Regions from separate parts of the Macaca mulatta genome. Here region 2 is linked to region 1. A link is a contact called in public Hi-C data. All regions are on one chromosome and are shown on one strand. The core of a region is the stretch at or near the end of the contact, and the rest is flanking DNA. Distances in the headings are between cores, read along the strand shown.

What was found. A called contact is a pair of places that touch in the nucleus more often than the background predicts.
Region 2: a contact with region 1 is called in a Hi-C map of liver, with 2.0 times the contacts expected there. The contact joins the promoter of HIBADH here to the promoter of TAX1BP1 in region 1. A contact is called at or near these places in 3 of 14 Hi-C or Micro-C datasets (CD4 T cells, fetal cortex germinal zone and liver).

What each region holds. Positions count from the first base shown.
Region 1 is chr3:100,602,592-100,605,525 of T2T-MMU8v2.0, reverse strand. TAX1BP1 (Tax1 binding protein 1) reads left to right here and starts at 1,455. Exons shown (of 17, transcript NM_001266932.1): 1 at 1,455-1,493.
Region 2 is chr3:100,682,885-100,685,952 of T2T-MMU8v2.0, reverse strand. HIBADH (3-hydroxyisobutyrate dehydrogenase) reads right to left here and starts at 1,629. Exons shown (of 9, transcript XM_077996983.1): 1 at 1,467-1,629.

The DNA of each region.
Region 1 (2,934 bases), core at 206-2,705:
CCCCCCCAAAAAGACTTTCAATTGTGGTTTTTATTAAGCATACTGTTTTTCTGATTTCATTAACTGAAAATTAGTGGTCATTAAAAATTTATTACATGTGAATAGGAATATGATTTAAACATACAAGGAGTGACATCTCTGACAAATTGTGCTTATAAAGTTCACTGCTATGTTTACATTTCTTAAGGGACACAGTTATTTCTACTACCAGAAGGCTGCTACCAGTAACGCGAGTGATAACTTAAGTTGATTATTCACACCGTTTTCTTCATCCATAAAATAAGGAGACTGGGACTAAATGACCTGTTAAGGTTCTTCTGAAATTCTATGATCAAGTATACTACCCAGCACAAGATCAAGTTAAAAAATGTCAATACATAGGAAAGAAATCAGTCTGTAAATACTGAGAACCTGTATTATCAAAGCTAATGTCTTCTGAAATAACTGGAAGTAAAGATGAAAGTATATGAAAGATAATTTTGAATGTTCTGTATTTAGAATGTGCTTCAACATTTAACGCGATCTAATTTACGTACCTTTCAGGTGCTATTGCAAGTTTTATCAGGGTTTTATGGCAACAGACGAATATGATGAATTCGAATGGGACACACTGGCTTCTGTGAAGTTAGGATTCAAACTGAATGTCTAATATAGGAAGGCAATACATACAAAAGGCAAAAGTGATTTTAGAAATAACAGAACGCGGGACAAAATTCACACACGGAAAATGATATGGCTAACAAAAGCCGGTAACTCACAAAAATGCGGGTAGAAAAGAGGCCTCTCTGCTGGAGCGAGAACAAATAGAATCAGACGGCATTAGAACTGAAAGGCTCCTAGGAGCTTTCAGTGAACAAAACTTCGTAGTCAAAAAAGCACAGGACTGGGCCAGGAGTTGAGAGACAATCCTGGAGTTTAGGTGTTTGCAGCCCTAGCCGTGTGGTAACTCCCTTGCTTCTCTGGCTATTTCCTTATCTATAAAATCGGTGGGTTAGTTTAGGCCGACTGAGACGCAGGCAGGGACACGGTACTGTTCATGGACCTCTGAGCTGCCCTTTCCACATCGCGGTTGAGTTACTTAAATCTCTGGTGTGTTTCCCCATTTCGTATGTCAAAATAATAACATACAATCAGAATGTAAATCCAGACGCATTGTTTTTCTGCGATTAACTTGCTGAGCGAAAATGGCAAAGACGAACGAAGGAGAGAACCATTCGGCCTGCGAGAGGAGGCACGCCTGGGTCCAGCTTCGCGTCCCGCGGCGCAGTAGGCTGGGGGCGTGTCGTCGCGGAGCGGCGGGGCGAACCCTCCAGGAGGCGGAAGAGACCGCCCCGTGGGCGGAAGTGACGCAAGGCCTACTGTCGGCTGTGAGGGTAGGTGTAGCCGGTCTTTGGGGGTAGGCGGTGGTGGCGGAAGAGGTTCAGCGGCTGATGGCGGATCAGGATCGGAAGCCTGTGTAACTTTCTCCCTTGGTCCGGGAGTCTTTCCACTGGGTAAGGCGCCTCCCCGGTCCACCCCAGCACCTTGTGCGGGTCGGACCCCAGCTGCATCTCTTTTAGGGCTCGTGCTACACCCCTCTGCCCCTGTACTGTAGGGGCCTGGCCGGTCTCGGGAGAGGTCTCAGTGGTGACGAGGCTTTCCTTCCCGAGAACAAACCTTCCCTTCCGGACTGCGATTGTGACGGGGGTGTGGGCGACTCGGATCAGCCGTAGAGTTTTGGAATAGCAACGGGTGGCCGCCCCACGCGGAGGGAGGCCCGCGGGACAGGTCTTCGCGATTTGGGGGAGGCGTGTGGGACGGGTGCCCTTTGGCTGGGGACGAGTGACGCTGGCGACCCCCGAAGGAAAAGCTTCTGGTGTCCAAGGCTCAACTCTGGGATGACTGTTTTGAGGTCCCTGTGGGTGTTACCGGCGCAGTAAGCTGAGAAAACACGTAGGTCGCGTCCGAGAAGGACGCTGGGGTTTGCCTCTGCGGAGAGAAACCCAGCTGTTTTGGTTTGAGTCGCCGGTGGCGAAGGGGGCGGAGACTCCCTGCGCCGCCTACTTTTGAGGGCCGCGGGCGGAGTTGGCTGTTCCGGCTGATCTCCTGCTTCACCTGGAATCCTTTCCCCACCCCGCCCCAACACACCCCGCAGGTTCGCGAGGTGTGAACTAGTCCCGACCGACCTGCATTCCTCGCTTAGAGAATCTGTGGCTAGAGTTTAGTGTGCGCGTGTACACCTTATTAGTAAAAAATAGAGCTTAGCATGCGTTTGTGTGGGTGTGTGTACACACCTTATTGGTAAAAGTTTTGTTGGACAACACTGGCATATGACTTTAGACGTACAGTGTTAGATTTCCGATTTCACACAGTGGTTATGAATTGCTATTATGTCAGGCTTTAGATGGGAAAATCTTAATTGTTCAACTGTCTGCATTCTGCTGATGTTAAAATTTCTACGTGCTGTGCACGAACAATTACTAGTTACAAGTTTGGTGCTTAATTCCAAAAGGATTTAAAGAGATCATTTGAATAGAAACTAAAAGTGGGTTGATTGTCCTCAGTGCTTTTCGGGTTTAGAGAAGGAGCTGAGGACAGCCTTTCTCCTTCGTTCTGTTCTTTTCAAGGGTAAACTTGAAGTATTGTTTGATGATGCCGACTTCTAATAAAGTTTTATTTATTTTTCAAGCTGTTCAACTTCAAAGAACATCTTACTGTATTTTTTGTTTTATAGCCATCACGTTCTTTTTTTTTTTTTTTCCTTGAGACGGAGTCTTGCTCTGTCTCCCAGGCTGGAGTGCAGTGGCACGATCTCGGCTCACTGCAACCTCCGCCTCCCAGGTTCAAGCGATTCTCCTGCCTCAGCCTCCTGGGTAGCTGCGATTACAGGCGCGCGCCACCACGCCCGGCTAATTTTTGTATTTTTAGTAGAGACGGGGTTTCTCCATGTTGGTT
Region 2 (3,068 bases), core at 380-2,879, 80 kb before region 1:
ATCTCGCCAAGCCTCTGTCCTCCAACCAGAAACGAAATTCAGAAGTTTCACTGAGGGGGAGAATGGCAAGCTGTTAAGAATTTTAAGAGAAAGTTCTTACAATTCCAGGCCAGGCACGGTGGCTCATGCCTATATTCCCAGCACTCTGGGAGGATCACTTGAGCCCAGGGGTTCAAGACCAGCCTGGGCAACATGGCAAAACCCTGTCCCTAGTGAAAATACAAAAACTGGACGGGCATGGTGGCGCATGCCTGTAATCCCAGCTACTCGGGAGGCTGAGGTGGTGGGAGGATCACCTAAGCCCAGGAGGTCGAGGCTGCAGTGAACAGTGTGATTGGGCCACCGCACTCCAGTCTGGGCGACAGAGACCCTGTCTCAAAAAAAAAAAAAAAAGGGGGGGGGCAGGATGGGGGAGGCTCAAATCCTAACCTACCACACTTTTTTAACCAAACATTAGAAAAAATTAATGCCAAGATATTTTTGTGGTTAATCCTCAGTATCATCTTGCTACAAGGTGCACTGTTACAACTCTCAAACTTTCACAAGAAAACGGCAGTGTCCCCACAAATCAACCAATTTTTCAATTAAAGAGGAGTCTTGGTGTGATAGAAAGTGAAGGAATTAGGTAGAACTGAGAACTACTTCCTAGATCTTGCTGGGAATATCCTGATTCACTTATCCAAGGGGCCTCATGTCCCTCGTGCGGAATATGAAAGACTGTGGATCTTCATCCTGGCTCTAACAACTGTCTCTTCATAAATTCATGGCTAGCTTCCACAATTTACAATAGTATAAGAGGAGGGAGGCAGGATAAATTCCGCCCACAATCTTGAGGACGCTGAACATGCTTTGGTTCATAATTTGACAGAAATGACATTTTTTAGATGGCACAGTTACAGTAGAGGGGGGAAGCCCGTCTTGCTGGTCAAGGCTGACTCAAACTTTGCTGGAAGATTTACTGCCTGGCTTGTACAGACACCGCTTGTGTAATAAGGCCATTCCCTCGTACTCAAGTGGTTAAACATCAGGCCCTGCTGCCCAACTGTGTCCCCAATCCAAGGTGCACCCTGGGGGCGCTGAAAGGCCAGGGGGCGCTGGGGTGAGTGCGGGGTTGCCCCTGGAGTTGGGCCCTCCAAAAGTCCTCGGAGTCCTAACTCCAAAGCAGCATGCCGCGGTCCCAAATACTCTTCCCTTCAGCGCAAGCTCTTCCCCACCTCTTCCTAAATACCGAAAAGGGCGCTGAACCCGTTCATCAGGAGCCGGGGAGAAAGGGAGGTAAGGCAGAGGGGGGTACTCGCGGAGTGGCGGCCGGAGAAGAGGACAGGCCTTTAGGACCAGCCAAAATATTGGTTTTTAAGCCCCAGCCCAAGCGCAGCACCTCCCGAGAAAAGACTTCTTCGGCCGTCTGGACAGAAGAAGCGAGCGGCCGAAAGAAGGACAAGGGGGAGGAGGCGTGAGGTCCTTACCCGCTGCAAAGCTGCCGGCTGCCGGCCGCAGCCGCCGGCTCCAGTACCGGAGACCGGAGGCAGCTCCGAGGAGCCGTAAGGAGGCTGCCATGCTGCCCCCGCCCCTCCTCCCCGCGGTGACCGCCGCCGCCTCCTGGAGGGCCCACAGACGGCGAGCGTGTGCAGCGGGACTAGCTGGCTCGGCCACGGAAAAAGCCGCGCGCGCACGCGCTCTCACCGCTCGGGGGCGGGTGCCCACGCGCGACAGAAGGAGCGCGGAGCCGAGAGGAGCGGCCTGACGCGGCAGAGCCTGTCAATCCCCTTACGGACAGGGAAACAGACCAATCAGAACTCCCAGATCCGCCGCTGCGCGAAGGACCAATAAGAGGTCTTTTTGAACAGTGGCGTCAGGCGCCCTGGCTCTGCCCCCAAGCTCGTGCCTCATTTACAGCCTGCGGGCGGGAGTCTGCTTGTTTACCAAAGCAGAGGGCGTGTGGGAGCAGGTGGCCGTCTCTGGCTCCCGCCTCTTTGGAAAACCTGTCCCCAGAACCGTCCTGCGGAGAGCTGTATTGCGTGTTTAAAAGGACAAAACTGACTCGCAGCTTGAAAAACACTCAGAAAGCTACCATGTGTGTAATAACTTTTAAATTCATTTGATTTTGTTTAACACAACAGTTTCTCAATAAATTCTAAAAATAGTAGGAAAAGAAGTTGGTAACATTATCTTTGAAGGGAAGAATTACTAGAAACTTGCACTTTCTATTTCAAGTATTTCTCTAATACTTGAAAATTCTACAGCCTAAATCCATTTTGTAAGCAAAACTAAATATAAAATCCAGAAAGTAGTAGTATATGTATGTGTATTAGAAAGACAGTCCTTTTTTTTTTTTCCTTCTTTGGAGACGGAGTCTGTCACCCAGTCTGGAGTGCAGTGGTGCGATCTCGGCTCACTGCAACCTCCGCCTCCCGGGTTCAAGTGATTCTCTTACTTCAGCCTCCGGAGTAGGTGAGGTGAGACTGCAGGCCTGCGTGCGCCACCACACCCGGCTAATTTTTTGTCACTTTTAGTAGAGGCGGGGTGTCGCCATTTTGCCCAGGCTGGTCTCAAACTCCTGGCCTCAAGTGATCCGCCAGCCTCGGCCTTCCAAAGTGCTGGGGATTACAGGCGTGAGCCACTGCACCGTGCGGAGAGACAGACAATCATTCTTCTGTCAGTTCTTGGTGTACCTATTCGAGTCTGTAAACCCCTTGAGGTTAATTGCAGGCCTTCTCATCTCCACTAACTCCACCAAAGGGTTGGAAGTCATGACCGCACCAAAGCAAAACTATATAGCCTTTGGAGAATGGCGATAAAGCAGGAAAGAGGATGTGTATGGAGTAGGTAGGGAAATGCGAACCCCAATCTGAGGAGCACAATCAACAAATTTGACTTTGACCTTTTTTTTTTCACTCTACCCAGTAACCCATGGAGTTGAAAGCACAGGAATTGGATCATTTCCATCTGGGCTCTTTCATGTTTCTGGGCATGCTGGCAACGTTTCCAAAAACCTGTACAGAGTGCAAGGTCCCTATCTGTAACTGGGAGGAAAGTAATTCCCTTCTTTGACCATCTCTCCACCCCAA